Linked DNA regions of Sus scrofa: region 2 is linked to region 1. Evidence: chromatin contacts called from public Hi-C data. All regions are on one chromosome and are shown on one strand. Each heading gives the region's core, a stretch centred on a gene start, on an enhancer-like site or on the middle of the called end of the contact. The rest is flanking DNA. Distances are from core to core; before and after follow the strand shown.

Region 1 (5,014 bases), core at 1,685-4,184:
CGCGCCTTCTTTTGCTTCAGAATCTGGATAATCCAGCTTGCAGATCAAAGGCCTTGTAAAAGCAAACAAACCTGGCCGAAGCCTGCAGATTTACCTGCTCTGTTTCAGTGCATATCTCCCCTAACTCTCACTGACACAGTGAGAATGGTTTCCCAGACTTGCCTTGCAGAGACCATCCCCATCTCTTTGTCCTGGTGCTTTCTGCTGAGCACCTGTCCCAGGTTTCATGCACACCACACATGCTCCTTCAGTCTGCCACAGCTTCTGTGAGGTTCTTTCTCCTCTCTTAGGGCACAATCCAGGTATAGGAGCTAAAGGGCATTAGGAGCTTCTTATGGAATTATGGCTTGATTTTCTTCTTGGAGTTGGATAGGTGTTCAGTTGTTTGTTTTTACCCTCTCTGACAAGGAGGGCTTGAAAGAGGCCAGCAGTAAGTTCTTTCCATCTTGAGAACTCTAAGGAGGGAGGCAGATGAAAGGGAAAAAACCCAATATTGGGGGGGAATCTAAGAATGAGAAATGACTTGGCACAAGATGACAGTTTCTCTGAAGGAGTGCCTCATGGGAAGTTTGTAAGCAGTCACCTGATGTGCTCAGCACTGACATGGGCATAAATAACTTATAGGCCCAGGTGACCTAACAGACTCCGGTTGAGAGTTCTTTGCCAGCATGACGGAGGGGGATGCCTTGCCAGCATCCTCTTACAAGTGGCACCGTTCTAGGTACTTTGAAGCAATAGCAGCTATTCTCAGATTTTTTTTTAAATAAAAATGATTATTTTTATTAATTTTTATCTTAGTTAATTGGCTGGTAGTTGAAGGAATGCAATTTAAAACAAAAAATTGGGGGGAGGCTAGTATCTCTTTGAATTCCCTCTTTAAATATATTGTCACCCAATGGACTAATTGCTAAAACTTGTTAAAGATCAGTGAGTAGCTCTTTCTCCTCCCTCTCTCCCTCCTTCTCTCCCTCCTTTCCCTCCTTCCCTTCTTCCTTCCTTCCTCCCTTTCCTCCTCTCCTTTATTTTCCATTCCTTTTCTTCTCTATCCCCTTCTTTTTTCTCTTCATCTTCAATGACTTGGAAAAAATAGTAATGAACTCCTTAGAGCAATTCCACAACAATGTTCAGGGTCACAGATGCCTTCCCTGGAGTATTTACCAGAGGAGTCAAGTACAGCTTTCATTTTTGCTGTGTCTGCAGCATGTATGCCATCTCATTTGTGCTTGCAAAAATATCTAAGTGTGTTTATGAGGGTCAGGGAGATCCTTGGAGAGTAGACCCACTATAATTTTAGTAAAATTTAAAAACATCAAAATAACACTAACAGAATAACAGACTTTGGAAACTACTTAGGAAATAAACAAAGTACATTTTGCTTTACTTGGCATACAGCTTGAATTATTGACTTAAGAATGTAGACAACGATGATATGGAATCTTTGATTATAATAAAACATTTTATATTTTAAAATGAAATACACTTGTAATTATCTCCACAACCGCTGGATGTCACTGTTGCATACGTCTGGCAGTAAAAACTTTCCATTTAGGCAATCTGAAACTGGAATTTTAAGGGCTATCATTTTACCTCCTTGACACTCTACTTTTTGATTGAACACATGCTATCATGTTAAGACAACTCTCTTCTCCATTCAGTGTAGTCACCCTAGTTCTCAGTTATGGCACTCTACTGGGAATTCTTCTAATTTACACAGAATGAGCTTCCTCAAACACAATTATGTTCTTCACTGTATTTAAAAGAAGTATGGTACTTTTATAATACGTCCCAACATTGTGTATTAATTATAACTAGCACATTCTGGATACCAAATGGGGTGAAGTGAGTACATAATCATAAAATACCCTGGATTTATAAAGTGCCTTTTTTCCCCTCAAAGAGCTTACAACAGTTTCATATCTATTTGCTCATCTGTCTTCCCAACATCCCTAGGGGGTTACCTGCTTTAATGCTTTTGTGAGTCAAAGTTGACCTGTGAAATAAATTGAATGAAGTAATTATTTTCACTGGCATCCCAAGAGTAAAGCAAAAGCAAACACTGAACATGTGTTCCAGACAGCTAATTATAGTTTGCAAAAGTAACTCGTGGAAATTTTGGTAGTTCTGGGGGTTTTTTCAATTACTTTTAAAATTTCTTAATTCATAGACCCTTGACTTCTTCTTTTAAATATGCATTTATAAAAATCTGGGCCATCTTGTACAGCTGACGTTATACAGAAACTAGATCTGAAGACTTTTCCAAACCTGAAAAAAAGCCTGGCGCAGTAGAAGTGCTAGACTAGAGCATGACCAAGGGAAAGAAACATGCAAACCAACTGGAACAGTAGTTAGCTTTCTCTACAGTTAGAAATGACCATGAGCTTCACTTTAGCTGTTTGGTTTAGTCTCTTTCTTTTTCCTAAAACCTTGGAGTTGTTTTCTTTAACTTCCTCCCTTGCCTTTGCACTGGGGAAGCCAGAGCTGTTCCTGGAGGACTATTGGCCTAGACTTTAGGGGGAGGTGGGGAAGAGAGTCCTTTCTGTTCTGGTGAATAATCAGAGAGCTGTGTTGCCTGCCATCTACAAGATGCTTTGATCCAAAATTTCAGTCATTGTTTCCACATTTAGGGGTTGGAATGAACATCAAAGAAGTGGGTGTATGGAATTTACTGAATGCCAAAGAAGTACAATAACATACAGAGGATATAAGCAAATCCCAGTGGCAAAATTTGCTGCCAATTCTTGCACATAATAGAGGCCCTATAGTGACAGTCTCTCTTTGACAAATACATAATGATATCAATGCCAAGGGAAGGAACTAGCATGCTGAAAGGTGAATAAAAGATTTGGGAACAATTCCGTGGACTTACACATTTCCTTAGTGTGTTTTTATACAACAAGGAAAGCAGATGACACAAATGCATTAGGTAATCATTGGCATTGGACAGGGCTGCAAACTCACCAGCAGTTTTAAACCGACCCGGTTCTTTCCGGATGCAGCTCTAAAGATGAAAATAAAATGTGATTAGGAATTATTCATCTTCTGGAGGAAAAAAAAAGGAACAAGGAAAGTGAAAATAGCTTTCTTGTTCTGTCTTGGATAGCTCCAGATTTTAAAGCCCATATGTTGTTTGCTATAACTTCTTCGCCTCCCAGGGCCAATGCATTCCTAACACTTCAGCTAGAGCACTGCACAGAGGAGCTAGGAATTTAGGGCTCATTTGTATCCGCTGTCTTTGTTCAGATATGGATTAATTTTGGTTTTAATTTCAGTGGGTGCGCATAAAGTAAAATCCACAGAACTGAAACCACTGAAATCAGGCCATCGTGTGATCATCTAAAAACCTACTTTTCAAGCTCCTTTAAGTTTTATTTTTGAAATAAAAACAATAAAACGACTGTAAAAAGTTTCCAAAAGCGTTGACATTATGAGCAATTGCTAACCAAGGCTATTCCCAGAATGATGAAGCAAATTTGGATATAATTCTAGAAAAGCTAACTGCCCTGCAGTGCCAGCTATAAATATTTCATTCAGAAGGTGATTTGATAAGATTCCTGTGGTACATGGCTCTTGCCTCCAGGGCCAGGTATCCATGTAGAGGCATATTGTGCTGTTGTCACCAGGGTCAGCATTGGAGGGCAAAGCAGATTCTTGCCTGAAAGCTTCCATCCTTTTACCGCGGGGATGAGTATGTAAGCGTCTTGGAGGCTGCTTTAAAAAACCAGACTGGTTGTGGATGTTTAAAGGAAAGAGTCTCAAAAGTGCCACAGTACATGCAAACAGCTTATAGGGTTCGTGAGCACAGTCTGGTAATGAATCATGTACGAGCAAGACCAAGATGTCTTATTTGAAACCCTCCTGGGTTAAGCAAAAATTTGTGCCAGCTGCAAATAGAGCCAGCATTTCTGTCCTTTGCATTAGGCAGTCAGGGGCTGTTTGCTTATGTACACCAAGACTATTTCCAACACAGCCTCCACAGTTCTTCAGTGCCTCTTACAAAATTTCTCCTACAACCTTGCACTGCATAATAAAGGAGCTCATAGAAGGATTCTGCTCTGTTTATTGTGCATGTTAAGTAAATGAAATGATTTTCATTATTTCAAACTCTATAATGAAATGACTGAGTGCCCAGCAACATTAGAAATTGGACAAACAAGTATTCAACTGGCTGGATGAACCATAGCTTTCTGGCATTAAAAGTGTAATATTTATGAGTTAATTTAATCATAGAAGAAAATATTGAGTAGGTGACTGAGTAAAATGATGACTGTGTATTATGTTTTTGCCATGCAGCTGGATAAACATATTCAATGACAGACCTTGGCAAGAACTGCAAAGATGCTCTTGACAATGGCATGAATAAATATTAGGTGCTGCCTAGAATTCACTGCATTTGAGGTCTTGAGCAAAGCCAGATGAGTTTTAGCAGGAAAATATGAAGAAGCCATGTATGCACATTAGGATTATGAAAACATTGGGCTCTTTCTCTGCTGCCCAGGAATTGCTCTAACATTCATTTTCATCTACATCACTGACAGATTTTTTTAACACATTATCTTTGCACTTCTGGGAGTGTACTTTAACATTAAGACCCAGCTTTGGGAATGCTCCTGGTAAGCTTCTCAACCACATGGACTTGGAGAGAAAAGAAATGCTTTGCCTAGACTACAGAAAGCTGACAAAAAATATTGTATTTTGTAGCGACACAATTCAGTCTATTTAAACAGTAGATTTTAAAATTTCTTTAGATTGATTCTTGAATTTCTTTAGAATATTTGGTTTCAGATTCCAAGAAGAACCATAAGAGAAAACAACAGTTGGGTATTTTGAAGAGAGGAGATGGGCAATATTAACAGTCACCGAATGAAGCATTTGATCCAGGGCAAAAAGAACCAGTGTGCAAAAAGAAACATGTCTTTGTGGGGGTTTTCCCCCACAAGATCACCATTTTACCAGTTAAAAAAATCTTTTATTCCAGCTTTATTGAGGCATAAATGATATATAACATTATATAAGT
Region 2 (4,564 bases), core at 1,489-3,988, 310 kb before region 1:
ATGTGATTATTTTAATAACTAAAATAACCATATTTGTAATTCAACTAAATGTATGAGTGATCTTTTCTTTTCACAAACTAGGCAGTGAGTATTCTGTACCAAGAAACAAATGCACATATTTGGTTAGTTTTTAAATCTTCAATTATTTATTTTAAACTTGGGGGTTCATCTGAAATGCCAGAAGAAGGGGTTGTAATGCCAAAGTTAATTTTGTTTTGTCATATACAAAGTAGTTAATCTAAAAATTATTGATTGATATTCTCCCTCTTTTAACTCTTTTAGGACTCAATATTTAAAGCAAAACTAATTTATCTAGGTGTTCTACTGAACAAAATTAATTCTTCTGGGACTGGTCCTGGCCAAGCCTCATTATAGAATAGTTCCCCTTGCTGAGCTAGCCTAAGCCTGATTCTTACTAGGATACTTTTTCAAAATTATTCACAACACAGAACTTAACCCTTGGGATGCTGTTGACTTGACCTTCAGTATTGCATTTATTAGGCCATTTGATGGTATCAGGGATACATTAAAATGAGAGTATGTCTCACTCTTGTTGGTGCTGCCTGAGACTTTTAAATTAGGCAACTGTAGTTGTGTATAGTGGGGGATTTTAGTTTTGTGATTCATAAACCAGAGCTGAAGTATTAATTAAAAACCTTTTTTCTCTTCTTCTAGTCTATTTCACCATAAATATATTGCTGACCCTAACTTTTTCGTTTATATGTAAGTGATGAATTTACCTCTTTGCTTGGGTGGCCGGATAGTTTAGATTACCGAGCAGTTTGACTGACTTCTTTGCTCAGATGTCTGATTGAATCAATTGGTTATTTTGGTGTTTTGTATATACATAGAGCACAAGAATATAACTGTTAAACATTAGTTTTTGTTGCAGCTACAAAAGTGGTTTGGCATCATATATGTGTGTGTGTAGTTTTCTTTTAATATCTGAGCAAGATATTGGGAAATGGATTTTTTAAATGTCGATTTTTATATTGACATTTTGCCTGGCGTGTAGTGGTTTATGAGGATTTCCAGTGGAGAATCTCTTGCATTTTAAGGTTCTTTGCTCATTATAGGCATCTCACCAAATTTTTTCATTAAAGTAGTTTTCCTTGTTCGAAGTGCCTCATTTTCTATTAGAATGTTACTGATATGGCACAATATATATATTTTTGTGGCTGGTAAGAAATATTTATTTGGTGGTAGTGAGGAGACGCTGAGCCAATCTACCAGTGAGGGCTTCCACAAAGAATCATATGGTGCAAACTTGAATGTGGGTAGGTGTCTTTAGGATCGAAAAGCAGTAATTTAGTCTATAGTTGGTTGCTTGATCTATATGCTAATAAACAAACACATTTCCCCACCCCTAAGAGCTGACAGATTTCCTTTAAATTAGTAAATCGACTTGTTGCCTTAGTCTCACATAGATGTATACCAACAGGAGGTGTTGTAGTTATGTTTTGAGACCTAATTCATCGATACTCATTTTATCTGAAACGCAATAACAATTGCTAAGTTTTCCCAATGTAAAAATAGCCTGAATCAATTATTCTGGGCTATTGTTAAACCACATTAAATAATAGGATTAATAAGTAAAACTTTAGGTAAATCAGTGGAGCTTAATAAGGAAATCCCATTGTTAACATAAAATTAAATTGCAAAAATCACCTATATGAGTTCTATTGTTTAAAATAAAGTAGGGTTTTTTTTTTTTTTTAAAGAGCTTTGTAAAAACATAGATTAGCCAGTGAATTTCTCTGTAATGTAATAGATTTAATAGAAAACATTGCCTTGTGAAACTGAATTCTCCATTTATAATGTTCCTCCGTTATAAATCCATTATAAAATGTATTTAAACTGCTTAGATTATTCCCCCTCCCCAATATTCTTATTAGCCTAAATGTGCTAAGAAAGAATAAAGCTCTGTACTTTGTGGACATTTAATAAATATTATTTTTTATTAAAAATTTATTATTTTATTTTATTTTTGTCTTTTTAGGGCTGCACCCAGGCTAGGGATCGAAATGAAGCTGTAGCTGCTGGCCTATACCACAGCTACAGCAACATGGGATCCAAGCCGTGTCTTGACGTACACCACAGCTCATGGCAACGCAACGAGGGATCCTTAACCCCTGAGCAAGGCCAGGGATTGAACCTGCGTCCTCATGGATGCTAGTCAGATTCGTTTCTGCTGAGCCACGACGGGAATTCCTTATTTTTAATTAATGATTTAAATATAATTTCCAAATAGAAGCAGATCTATTTTAGTTCAAACCATTTCACAGTAAGTAACAGGGTCCAAGAAATTTGGGAAAGGTTTTTGGTTCTCCACCAGAAAGTGTGCTTGGAGCTGGGAAGGGAGCATTTTATAATTTTTCCCCCCTGCGTCTTCCCTCATGCAGATATTAGTATTCCCACTCAACAGTGAAGGGAAAACTTAAAAAACAAAAAACCTTCCCCAGTTTTCAATTTATTTTTTATTTCAGTTGGAAAATCCCCACTGAATGAGTTAAAAAAATTAAATGTATCCTGGGAACATGCCGTTCAGGATTTTGAAATGGGAACTTCAAACGAAGTTGGTAAAGGAGTCAAATGCGTAAGTGGAAACTTTGAGGAAACTGGCAGTGAGAGACTGGAAATCAGGCAGTCATTTACGTTTTACTCCACCACCCTCAGCAAGAGCGAGTACAAAGCAGGGAGCTGGCACGGCTGTGAGTCAGAATTCTCCTCTCAGGAACTGAGCAGAGAGATTCCCAGCATCTGTTTCCTCAACTATCACCCAGAGGATACTGGTGGTAAATCACAGGGAATAAAAATAGCCTTAGAAGCTAGTTCCAAACAAATGAGACATGGTGGATATTTGATAGTGGTGTGGAGTCTCTTCTCTCGAAACTCTTCATTATCTAATTAACAAATATATTTCTAGTTTTACATTAATGAGTTATATTGCTTAGGTCACTCATCAAAATGTTGAGCAAAATCTTGATATTTTTATTGATGTGAATTGAACTGTTACCTAGATGACATGGTAGCTGGTATCAAAATCTCAACCATGTAGTTATATAAATGTTAGTCTATAAGCAATAATCATAGATGTTAAAGCTTTGCTTTAGACACAAAAAACATGTATTTCTGAAATTAAAAACAAACAAACCACCCTGCATGCTCCTTACCATAATATCAATTGCTAGAAGAGTGATAAGATCACTCTGCTTTTGCCCACAGGAAATTTTATGACTAGAATCTTGCCATTTAATACAACTTAAGATCCTTTAAGTGTATATTTTACATATAAGGAAGTATTTCTTAGGTCTGGCTAAAATTGTTATAGTTTGATATTGTTATAGCTTCAGATTTTCAACAAAACAGCAGATTTAATAGATGAGATTAGCAAGTGGTGAAAAGTTCAAAGCATTTAATGGAATTGATCTACTAAATTAGCATTGACAATTTTTAGTGGCTATCTTAAATATACATTATTATCATGAAAGAATTAGTCCAATTAAGCCTTTACATTTGGAAGATGCCCAGTCTGACCTTGCTCTACTCAGTGTGAAAAGTGAGAGGGTCTCTGGGCTTATTTAAATTTGGTGCTAAATCAATAGGTTTGGGGACCCTTTCACTGCTTTTTGGAAAGGAAAAGAAACCAAGAGGCTCTTTATGGTGACAGATGGGTTATTAGAATGGTTATGGATTGCAAATAAAAACAATGGCCAAAGAATAGAATAATATAATATTTCAATAAATAGATCAAAAGAATCAACAAGATTTGGGTTATTTTCTACCCAAATATATATATATTCTTACTATTTACTGTGTATATTGGATATATTAGTTTCATTTTGAAGCTGAAATAACTTTATTGTATTTAATATCATTTTATTTAAAACATTCTGAATTAATAACCAGCTAATTAGGAAAGAATTGAAATCTATGAATAATTACGGCATTTTCCAGAAATCTACTTTCTATATATCCACAGGATAGTTTATAATCTATCGATATAGACCTCTATGATGCCTTGAACATAAATATCATGAAAATAAAATTGAGTTTTGCATTTTCAGCTTAATTGTGCAAAGCTTCTGATGATGGCTGATTACTCATATTTATCATGAAATTCTGGAGTCCTGGCTCTGGGAGGGTTTGCTTTTGAGAGGCCAGTTCCTTAATTAACAGGGGCTCATATGTAACCTTCATCACCAGAGCTGAAGAGCCACCTCTTTTGTGAAAGCCTTCAGCAAAATGTATTTTAGTTTTGCTATTGTTGCTATTATTATTATTAACTATTACAGTTTTTAATGGTTCATTTCCCTAATCTAAACTTCAGACCCAGCCATTTCCGGGCATTTCTAGTAGAAAAAGATATGGCGGCTTGCCGCCTCCAGAGGACTGGGCTTGGGAAGGAAGCCATCACCATTGCCAGAGCTCCACATGAAAGTGTTTTTGCCCCTGCACCCGTCCCATGGGAATGGCCATGGATAAAAGTGAGCTGGTACAGAAAGCCAAACTCACCGAGCAGGCAGAGCTCTATGATGACATGGCTGAGGCCATGAGGCAGTCA

What was found. A called contact is a pair of places that touch in the nucleus more often than the background predicts.
Region 2: a contact with region 1 is called in a Hi-C map of fetal skeletal muscle, with 4 times the contacts expected there. The contact joins two enhancer-like sites. A contact is called at or near these places in 8 of 47 Hi-C or Micro-C datasets (embryonic fibroblasts, fetal heart ventricle, fetal skeletal muscle and 4 more).

What each region holds. Positions count from the first base shown.
Region 1 is chr15:82,586,686-82,591,699 of Sscrofa11.1, reverse strand. It overlaps the pseudogene LOC110256916. Among named protein-coding and RNA genes, the nearest start is that of HNRNPA3, 370 kb to the left of the region's middle. Within about 2 kb of position 2,934, at least 4 of the 83 cell types and tissues checked have an H3K27ac peak or open chromatin away from gene starts, as enhancers often do. A contact at or near this core is called in fetal skeletal muscle, where this site is marked.
Region 2 is chr15:82,893,640-82,898,203 of Sscrofa11.1, reverse strand. The region is part of intron 2 of LOC110256983 (a long non-coding RNA gene); the gene reads left to right. It also overlaps the pseudogene LOC100516702. Among named protein-coding and RNA genes, the nearest start is that of HNRNPA3, 62 kb to the left of the region's middle. Within about 2 kb of position 2,738, at least 4 of the 83 cell types and tissues checked have an H3K27ac peak or open chromatin away from gene starts, as enhancers often do. A contact at or near this core is called in fetal skeletal muscle, where this site is marked.